Linked DNA regions of Mus musculus: region 1 is linked to region 2. The links are chromatin contacts, called in public HiChIP or PLAC-seq maps. All regions are on one chromosome and are shown on one strand. The core of a region is the stretch at or near the end of the contact, and the rest is flanking DNA. Distances in the headings are between cores, read along the strand shown.

Region 1 (5,150 bases), core at 45-2,544, 140 kb after region 2:
TCCCAAAGATACCAAGGCTTGGTACTGGAGCCGCCAGAGCGTCCTCAGGCCTCTCTTTTCCCCCTCGGACCTCTCCTCTCTGCCCGCACTCTTCTTTCCCTTCTTAGGAAACTCCGTCCTTGTGGCCGAGAAACTGCCGAATCCTCTACGCAGCCCCCTGCGCAGGGAATAAACACAATTGACACCACTGTTATAATCTTTATTTAAAACAGTTTCCAGGGTTACAAATTGCAGTGCCTCGTATGCAACAGGTTCATCCGAAGCGGTATCATTACAGATGAACTGTAATGTGTAGGATTAAAATAAAAAACGTAAGGGATTAGGTAAAATGGGCCATGCTTGAGAAATAACGCCCAAGCGCATCTCTACTGCAGACAGAGGGAACCTGTGAAGACGCGGGGCGTTGCGATGCTGCGGAGCACAAAGCTGGACCCTCGTTCTGCAAGCGCTCAGGGGCGGTGGTTCTGGAAGGACCAGAGCGCCTAGAAGCTGGAAGGTGAGCCTTCTGGGGCGCCGAGGAGGAGACACTGGGCTCCCGATGATAGGAAGGGCCAACGGCCAGGGGACTATACAAGTGGACACCGCGGGCAGGCTTGTGGTCCGGCTGGGGACGACAGACAGCGCGGCGCCAGGGACACGGTCCCATTGCCTTGCAAAGAGACCTGCAAGCGGAGATGGGGACAGCATACCTGGGGGGGGGGGGGGTCACTGGGTTTGTACATGTGACTGACATGACATTCAAGGTCCAAGCTTGAAAGGGTCTCAGAAGGAGTCCATCCTCTCCATTGTCCCCACTCTTTGGCCGAGTCCGAAGCACAGGAACCGCCACTCGAGCCACGTGCGCCCGTCTGAGCCCAGACCTTGAGCCTTCACAGCCCATTGAGGTCCTAAACCATTCCCGGCCACCTCCCCTGCCCGATGATCTTTGTGTCCTCTGGCTCCAGGAAGACCCCGGAGCCCTCCTGTCCCCTCTGCTTCCTGCAGAACCTGAGCTGGCGGCGAGGCGGAGGCTAGATTGTGGCCTGAGCTGGGCCACGGCCTAGGGCGGCTGACACAGCCACGAGGGCTATTTGTGCGTCTGGGTGGAAAGCTCCGGGCTGGAAAAACAAACAAGGCCACGGCGCAGGGACTTGGAGGTTGGCTGGGGGCTGGAAGGAAGTGTGCAATGTGGCCAGAGAGGGAAACAAAGGCCTATCCCCAACCCGGTCACCCCGCAGTGACCCTAGACCCACCCCGCTGAGTCGCGGGGCTCCCGGGCCTCTACTCTGAGCGGGCCGCGCAGCTCCGCCAGCGCACACCAGGTGCTCCGAGCCACCGTTGTCGCCGCCGCCGCTCCATCGTCTGCTCTCCCGCAGACTCCATGGAGACCCAGCGGGCAGCCTGGCCGGAAGGCGCGATGGCCAGAACAGCAGACAACGAAGCCTCATCCCACTACGGAACGCCAATCCAGCAAGGCTTAGAGGAAACCTTGTGGCTAACCTTCATCAGAGAACCAGGCGACTCTGGGTTCACTGCAGCCAAAGCCGTGCGAGCAGTTAAGGAAGAAGAGAGCGAACTAGAAAGTAGAAGGAAGAAAAAGGTGGAAGAAAGTAGAAGAAAGCTTGCGAGAGAAGGGCCCTGGCTAAGGCGGCAAGGGGAAGGGGCTGCTGCAAACAGCTGTTCCTCATACATATTTCATTACACAATCAGATAATGCGTCCCACTACCTTCTCAATTATTCACAGATAAACATTTTCAAGACGTTTTGACATCTGTCTTGGTGCCTGCTATTAATTTAGTAATCACTGTAGTTAAAAATGTATGGGATTTTTTTCCGTCGGAATACCTCCTCTCTGAGCGCAAGCCCAGGGTTGGGCTGAGGCAGAGAGCCCGGGCCCTGTGATAGTGAAGACACCTTGGAAGGCGAGGTCCCATCTCTAGAGCATTGACGCTGTTGAGGAAAGTATTAAAGGGGTATCTGGTTATTTTAATTTATTCTTGAAAGTAATAACTGTCATATCACACACACACCGGATATTATCCTATGACAACTCTAGACCCACAAGGCGATTAGCCCTTTGCCCTGGGCAATAGAAATGGTTTCACTCATCAGTGGTTGTTGAGAAAGTGTGGACAACTTGATAGGATCACACCCATGCAATGCATATTTTCATAGACGTACATGAGAGATTTACAAGGCACAAGAACAAAAGCCTAACAATTACAGGTGCTATCAAGAGGTCATAGACCTCCAAAGTTTTGCCCCTAGTTCTATGTCCTGGGCAGAAGGCACAAGGATAAGTAAAGAAAATACATTATATCCTATGAAGTGTGTGGAGCAGTTGGGGTTATGAGAAAACAGTTGATCTTTCCTTGAGAAGCGAATGCTACAAGTGTTCTAGCTAAACCCCCATAAACAAATTTTTTTTTAAGTTAGAGTTCGAAAATTGTCCTAAGACTGGAAAATCAGAAGAAACATTTCCAGTTCTAAAACGCTGTGGTTTGTTGTGAGAAAGGCTCTAAACTTCTTAGCGAAGTAGAGGGTGTTCAAAGCCAGCCAGTGTTCGGCATCCTAAGCTAGAAGGAACCAAAGCAACGGTTTGGCTCAGAGGATGCTGTGTCTGCATTCACTTCCGTCTTTCAGTTACAGTCTCCTCCCGAGGAGCATCAGCAGGTGACTCCCATTGGGGGTAAGATAAAAGCGACCTGGAGAAAAACAGCGCTGAAAGAACCTGCCCTCCCAAGAAAGATTCTGATTGTGTGGGCTTGAAGTTGATTTTCACAGTTTATTGTTCAAAACACAATCAAGAACAAATTCACAAAAATGTCCAGGAACTCAATGTGTCTTGGAAAAGTGTAAGAGCTGTTCACAAAAGGGAGGAAAAAAAATCTTCCCCATGCCCACCCTCTGTCTCTTCAGTGGACAGTTACATCTGTTGCAAGGCGCCCTGCAGCAATGTCGGGGGATCACTTCTACTTTACAACACAGGCTCTCTTTTGCTCCTTAGAGAGTGGTTCCTGGACGCGTTAGTCTAGGAGGTAGCTCTCCTTCCCGCTCCCCTCCTCCCTCCTCCCCTCCCTCCCTTTCCTTAGTTGTTTCTTTTAAAGAAATGGTCCAAGACTCACACCTACTACTTTAAGAGCTCGGAGAATGAGCTCAAGAGAAAATGAGGTGAGGTTGGAGGGCAACGGGTTCTGGGGGTGGGGGCTGTCTCTTCTAGAGGGAACTGGGGCAGCCATTGTCTGGGACAGTTCCCCAGTTCCCCAGAAGAGGTGACAGAGAAAACAAGTCAGGACACCTTACGCCTAGTCCCAGAACCACTGTGGGAAACCCTGGTGGTGGAACCTCTGCCAGGCCAGGTCCTCGATCCCTGCCTGGAATAGAGGAAGTTGAAGACTTCTCAGTATCTCACAAAAGAAAATGAGTTAAATACATAATTTAGCTTGATCTAGCATATTCCTTGTGGATTTATTTGATGTACATGGGATTGGGCTATAGTTTTTATATTTGTTTTGTTTTTCTTTTTTTTTCTTTCTATTTTTTCAGATCTCAGAGGAGAAAAGGGGGACAAAACAGGGCTTTCCCCTATCTGGAAGCTTCCTTAGAACGGAATGTCCTCATTGGAGATTGAGAATCTCTTGTTATCTACTGGAGGCCTGTGCTGTCTACTCAAGCCCTATTCCAGAGCACAATTTCCCAGGCAAAGGATGAAAAAAAGACAACAAGCAACAGAAATAACCAAACCAAAAAGAGTCTTTGCTGTACTGGCCTCTTCTGGGTGTCTCCAAACAGAGCAGGTATGGGAGCCTAAAGGCAGCCTCTGGGGCAGATCATTCCTTGGCCCTTTCTTCAGAAACTTTCCATACAGAAGAGTCAACGAAGGTTTTTCTCCAGGGCCACTGGGCATCTTGCACTGTACTCTGTACTTGTACTGTACTCTGGTGGATCCCACTCTCCTTGGCTTCCTGTACATCTCTGTGCGTGTCTGGGCGTCACTCCAAGCGGACATGGTAGCTTTTGTCTGCATCTGGACAACAAGGTGTATGTGTTCATGCATTCCATCCATTCCTTCGACACATCTTTATTCCTCCAGTACTGTGGTTAGCGTTCCTAAAATTTCCTAAGTGTGTTCTCGCACACTGTACCTTCTGTGAACACACATGCCAGATGAAGAGGAGACCTTAGGGATCTGTGTTGGGGAGAGAAGGTGTACAATGGGAGGTTCTGGACTTTGGGTAAGCTGTAAGGTTGGTTAGTGTCCTAGGCACCCTAGGCTTTTTTTTTCCTCCACATCTTCCTCTACCCTAGTAATAATAATACTTATTATGCTAACCTTTAACAAGAAGGAGTGACCCTCTGACCCTCTGCCACCTCACAGGATGGATTCAGGACGGGTGCGACCCACTTCTAAAACCTCCTCTGGTAGACATTAGCTCTGAACAGCCAAATGAGAGGCAACTGAAGTCTTACTGTGTTTAGGCATCCCGGCTGGCATCCCGGCCACCATCGTCCTGTGTTGGCCTGGGGCTCAGGAGAGAGCAGAAGCTCCGGTAGTTAACCTCGGGGGTCCTCTAAGCAAGCACCGTGAGCATTAGGGGGCGAGACTCTCCTTCTTGGTGTCCCAGGCACAGCTGCACTTACAACTGCAAACTAACAGGGCCCGCCCCCTCGGCTCCTCCTTAAACCCTTCACCCCAACTTTAAGCTCCCAGTAGGAGGGCCAGAGCTAGAGTCACTGCCCCCCCACCCCCCATCGTGGGGCAAAGCCACTTTTCAGGGTCCCAAGAGGGACCTAAGGTCCTGGTAGCAGAGCAGAGTATTGAAAACAGTTATTCCTAGTTTCTCAACAACCCTAAGCGATGTATTCCTCCGCCGCCTTCTCTCCTCTGGCCTGGGCAGCCTGTATTTTCACCTGCCCGCGAGAGAGCAGGCTTTGGGGCGTGCACAGAGAAGGGTGTGCGCGAACATGTTCGCGTGCTGTTGGAAGTGGCTTCGGCGAAGCTTCTAGATGTGAGGATTTTTTTTTTCCTTTCCTCGATTGAAGATGACTTGCGACTAACTTCAGGTAGTGCATTCTTAAGGGACGAGTATTAGTCCGACTGTCGTCTATGAGTTTTTCCTGCGCGTTGGCGCTGAGTGAAATCACCTCTCCCCATCCCTCAAGCAGCCTC
Region 2 (4,939 bases), core at 101-2,600:
GCTTTATAAATGATGGGCCCCTAGCGATGGCTGTCATTAAGTGCTTTCATCATAATAAACTTTAAACTGTTGGCTTTATGAATCGCCAGCGAGCTTCAGCTGTTCGTCGGATGGAGCTTGCAGCGCCTTAAGTGTGACAAGACCTATTAGGAATTGCAACCATGCCTCAAGCCTACTTGGCTTCCTCACTCCTGGGGCGATTGCTGCCTATTAAACGGCGGCTGGGAAGATTTTTCCTCCAGCAATCTCTGATCAAGAGCTTTTTTGGGCTTTGACCTGCATTTCCTTCAAGACTTTTTCTGAGGAGTTTTATAAGAGCAAAACTCCAGAGGGTTTATAGCCACTTCTGATTAATACCTTTCCCGTTTTTCTAGCAACTCTCCCACTGCTGCTGAGAGAAAAGCTTTCATTGTTCCCCAAGTGCTTATTTTGTGACCTTTTCTCTGCTTCCTGATTCCCTCTAACGTGTTCTCTCTGTGAAATCCTCCGGGTGGAACCTAGACAGTTGGTGAAGTTGTTACGGCTGGAGAGACAGAGAAGGAAAGAGGAAGGCTTTTATATTTTTAAAGGATTCCATGCAGAGCGGCCTGGCCCCGCCCATTTAAATGCCCGTTGTGACGTCACCCGCAGCCTCTGGTACCAACAACCTCTTTAATGAGCCTTCTGTGTAAATTGAGCGGACACATAAAGATTTCATGATTCAAATTACGCCTTTATTAACCTTTAGCACGGGAAGTCTTTTAGTTTCCACATAGTGGCTTACTGGCTGTCCTGCTACTATGAATAATAAATGTTTGGAGACCCACTCCTTTAAAACCTGGGTATTTAATGTACGGAGGCTAAATGCCTAGCACAGGCTCACTTAGCAAGAACTTGAGATCTCCTTGCCTGTCTCCAACCTGGAGGCCCCGCCACCCCTCCTTTTCTTCTGCTTGCTCGGATGTTCCAACGATGGCAAAAGCTTTCCCTGAATTCCCTGTCTTACTACGCTCATTTGTCTTCCGCTTTAGCTAAGAAATGTCCTAATGAGAGTGAAGGGAATGTCTCAGGTGTGCCCATTGCACAATTAAATTAGCAAACCTCAGAGGGATTGGATTAAAAGTCAGCAGGACGCATCTGGGGACCATGGGCCCAAAAGGACAGAGGCTGTAGCCCGCCCTGGTAGCCTGGGTCCCAAACTGGTCTTCCCAGATGAACTTGGCGGGGTGGGGAGTATACTCCCCTATATCCCTCTTGGGAACAGATTTCCATTAGTGGCTGTCGAGCCCAAAGCAGGCGGGCCGAGGAGCTGTGGCTTTCGGGGTACAAAGGCATGCTCGGTGCATCCCGCGAGCGAGCGGCCGAGGGTGGACCCGAGCCCGGGCCGCGCAGGTGCAGGCGGCGACAGGCGGGCCGCAGAAGTCCGGGAACAAAGGCGCCTCGGGGGCCTGCGCAGAGGTCACCTGCTGCCTCCGGGGCAGATTAAGGAGGCCTGGAGAGGGCATTGGGAGGAAATGGTGCCTTGCTTCTTTGGAAAATCAATTCGTCCCACCCTTAATGGGACATTTTGTTCCCCCTCTTCGGGAGTGACTGGGCAGGTGTGCTTCCAGGTCTCAGGATGGGGATCCGTTGGAGGAGGTGCAGCCTTGTCCTGCCTGCGCACCCTAAGAACCTCGCTCTGCTCTGCCTACAGTTCCACTTGCCCTTTCTCTCTGCTCCGGGCTCTCCCGCCTCTCTCTGCTCAGACCTCTTCCATAATGAGGCTGGAAGTGGAACTTTCCCCCACTCCCTTACTTGGCGATTTCTTTTTCTTCCCCAGTGACCTGGTTGCACTTTGTCCCCGCTCCCTGCCTGCCAATCTCTTCTGGATAGGGCCCCTTTCCATTCTTGAGGCTCCCCCTCCTCGCCAGCCCCGGGAGGCCCAGCCTCCCCCCCCCCCCCCACCATCCAGATCCCCTGCCACACAGCCGCCCCCCACTCTCCCCGCGGAGCAAGGAAGAGGCCTCCTCCGAGTGAATGGCTGGTAAGGAGGTTTTTAATTTGTCTGGAGCCACAAGGAAAAGCCTCCGGGCAGCGTCCCCCCAAGCCCTCAGCCAGACTTGGCAATGCCTCCTGTGTAGGACTCAGAGCCCCTCTGCCTTCCCGGTGGGCGATGTCACCTAGCGATCCTAGGCCAGGTTTACTGTGACAACAACTGCGTTGAGTGAGTTTAAAAAAAAAAAAAAAGGTTGGAGCGCTGTGTGCAAAGTCACCTCTGCCTTCCAGAAAAAGGACTCTGCTTCGTCAAAGTCTGTTTTGTTGTTCCAAATCTACCAATAAGAGAAATTTAGAGACCTGACCTGATGTTTCTGTCAGACAGGGTTAGAAAAGGCTGTTCAGGCCACCGCTGTCTAGATTTGCAGCCGGCCTGCTCATGGTGGCCCTCTCCTTGAGCTTGGGGGGAATGTCACCGGGCTGTCCCCCGCTGAGGACCACAGAAGATAGTGCATTTAAAAGCTTTGCCCACCTGACCTATGGCTCCACCTCCAGGTACATTAGCCTCCACTTCCTTCTCGGGCTTTATTTTTAGGAGCAGAGGCTGCAGCCCTGACCCAGCCTGTTTTGAGTGCACACTCTCTCTGTCTCTCCAGCAGCAGACCCTGAAGTACAGGGAGAGAAACGAAGCAGCCAGGGGCCTCCAGAGTCCTCCTGTCCAGCCAGTTTGCCCTTCAGTCCAGTACTGGATGTGACCGAGTGACAGTTTTCAGGGTCTTTACTCTGCAACCTCCTGGACCTCTCATCTCACTGCCAGGGGCTGGCTGCTCTGAGCCTCTTAGCACACTGCACCCGCTGAGGTATAGCCAAGAACGGTTGTAGTATTCTCCACAGAATACCCAAGGATGGCAGTGATGAGATCTGTCCAGTCCTGAACTTGTGCTGGGAAATGGTAACCATCATGCCCAGCTCATCCTACCAAGAACATGATGGTCATCTCATGGTCCCTTGATTCTCAATCTTGCTTATGCCAACCAGGCATTAGAGAGCATTAGAGCAATCAGAGACTTGCAAACCACGTGTGTGCTGGGGTTTGCCCTCTCCTTAGGTTTCTGGAACCAGCTATTGTGTGGGGCATCGACCAGGGAAGACTATGGATTTAAGCCAATAGAAAGTATTAGCTAGCCAGAGACTACAGTGGGTGTTTGGGATCCCATTGGAGTCCCAAGCTTTTCTCAGGGTGAGATTTTAAGCACAAAACCCATGTCCCCCACTGACATACTTCAGTTGGCCGGCAGTGGAACTACAGAGGCCAAAAAGCAAGGTTAGTGCATTTAGAGACATCCCCAGAATGATGGACTTTGGTGGGTTAGGTCTTTGTTTTCATTTTGGCAGGCGGTGCTGTCTGTGTGCTGAGTTTTACAGCCTGAATAGTACTTCCATCATGGAGTCAGTTGAGCTAAGATCAGGGGGGCCTGTTACCCTACCACATTAGAAAGCTCAGACTGTCTTGCCACTCTCTGGAGATCTGTGGCCCAAGCAAGAATGTCAATGAGCAAAGAGGCCCTAGCTGCTGCCCGTGGCGGCATCAGAGAGAGAGAAGGGAGCAAGGAAAACAACTGGGATCCACTCACCGCACCTAAGCCTGACATGGGGCTGCGAAGTCTAGTCTGTTACACAGCAAGAGAGAACTCACTCAATTAGTTCTTCTAGTTTCCCGGAGAGACTCTCCTGCATCTTTAACTGTGGATTTAGATACCAAAACATTAGTTATGCTCAGCCTAAATGGGTTGAATTCCATTCAGGAAACCCAAAAGGAGGAGTTGGGTAGCACAGTTCTCCCTCGCCTTTAGAAATCAGCAAATGGCTCTGCAGCTGCTGGAAGAGGAAGACTCAGGCGAAGACAGTTGGGAGGCACAGAAGGACAGCATCAGAAGAGCTCTGCACAAGGCCGGTAGCAAACTGCTCATTCTAGGCAAACTTTCTGGAGCATCTACCTTCCCTTTTGGAACACAGGGGAGATGAACTAAATGTTTTGAAGTCTCATTTCGTGCTAACTTCTCAAGTACTTAAAATAAAACCCTTCTACTGTTAATGCCAGTGATTTGGACTCCCTCTGGGGATGAGGCTCTGGTCCCAGGGAGATGCTCTCAGTCTTGGCATCCTAAGAGAATAACTAATTAGGACTTCTTAGAGGAACTTGTGGGATGGCTTCTCAGAGCATCACCTTCCTCTTCCCCAAGCTGAAGGCTGGGGACTGGCCTCAGGTTCTACTGTGGAGGAAATGGGAGGAGAAATGGGAGGGTGGTACCCGAGCTTCATCCTTACCTGCTTATCCCCACTGTGTTCTGGGCACTGCGGCACACGTCCAAGATCCAAAGGTGAATAGAAAGACTCTGTTATGTCTGGGGGTCATGCAAGAAAGGCAAAACGGCTCTCTACAAGGAACTTGAAACAGTAAACAACGGTGACAGTGCATTATAGAGTAATGTGCATTGTAATAAAGCCTATGAAAATCAGATAAGATCCAGCTGATAGGGCTGACCTCAAGCAAGAAGATCAGTGAAAGCCTCCTTGATGGGGCCTACCTTGGTGAGATGGGGCCAGTCATACAGGCGGTCATGGTAGGGAGTCAGAGGCTGGCCCTCGGGGAGGGAGAGAAGGGCAACGTGGCTTGGCCTCCTCAGGATGTGACTAGGCAAGGAGATGGAGCCCAGAGTCCGAGCAAGTGCTCATCTACACCGCCAGCCCCAAACGCCCACTTGTTAAAGGTCACTCTGCATGCTAATGGGGAGCACGTTAGCAGAAGTGGGGAGTCCAAGGAATACAAGTGGCAGTCCTGTGGGTGACGTCAGGGTGAGAGAAGCAAACCCACTCCAAGCATGCATTTAGCCCGGAATTCATAGAAATCCCAAGGCTTCCTCATAAAAGTTTAGGTGAAAGTGTGGTGGATCAACTTGAATTCCCCACTGTGGGGATTCAAGTC

Evidence for each region. HiChIP or PLAC-seq counts read pairs in DNA pulled down with a chosen protein or histone mark.
Region 1: a contact with region 2 is called in an H3K4me3 HiChIP or PLAC-seq map of embryonic forebrain, with 4 times the contacts expected there. The contact joins two enhancer-like sites. A contact is called at or near these places in 3 of 39 promoter capture datasets (the HPC-7 cell line, epiblast stem cells and hippocampal neurons), 34 of 484 Hi-C or Micro-C datasets (LSK cells, Th1 cells, bone marrow-derived dendritic cells and 23 more), 19 of 115 datasets of contacts at active chromatin or transcription factors (SST interneurons, astrocytes, craniofacial prominence and 10 more) and 2 of 9 other capture datasets (embryonic stem cells and embryonic tail).

The regions. Positions count from the first base shown.
Region 1 is chr17:85,607,742-85,612,891 of GRCm38.p6, forward strand. The region is part of intron 3 of Six3os1 (SIX homeobox 3, opposite strand 1); the gene reads right to left. Among named protein-coding and RNA genes, the nearest start is that of Six3os1, 8.1 kb to the right of the region's middle. Within about 2 kb of position 1,295, at least 23 of the 459 cell types and tissues checked have an H3K27ac peak or open chromatin away from gene starts, as enhancers often do. A contact at or near this core is called in embryonic forebrain and stem cell-derived cardiac mesoderm, where this site is marked.
Region 2 is chr17:85,463,566-85,468,504 of GRCm38.p6, forward strand. No RefSeq gene overlaps it. Among named protein-coding and RNA genes, the nearest start is that of Six3os1, 150 kb to the right of the region's middle. Within about 2 kb of position 1,351, at least 31 of the 459 cell types and tissues checked have an H3K27ac peak or open chromatin away from gene starts, as enhancers often do. A contact at or near this core is called in embryonic forebrain and stem cell-derived cardiac mesoderm, where this site is marked.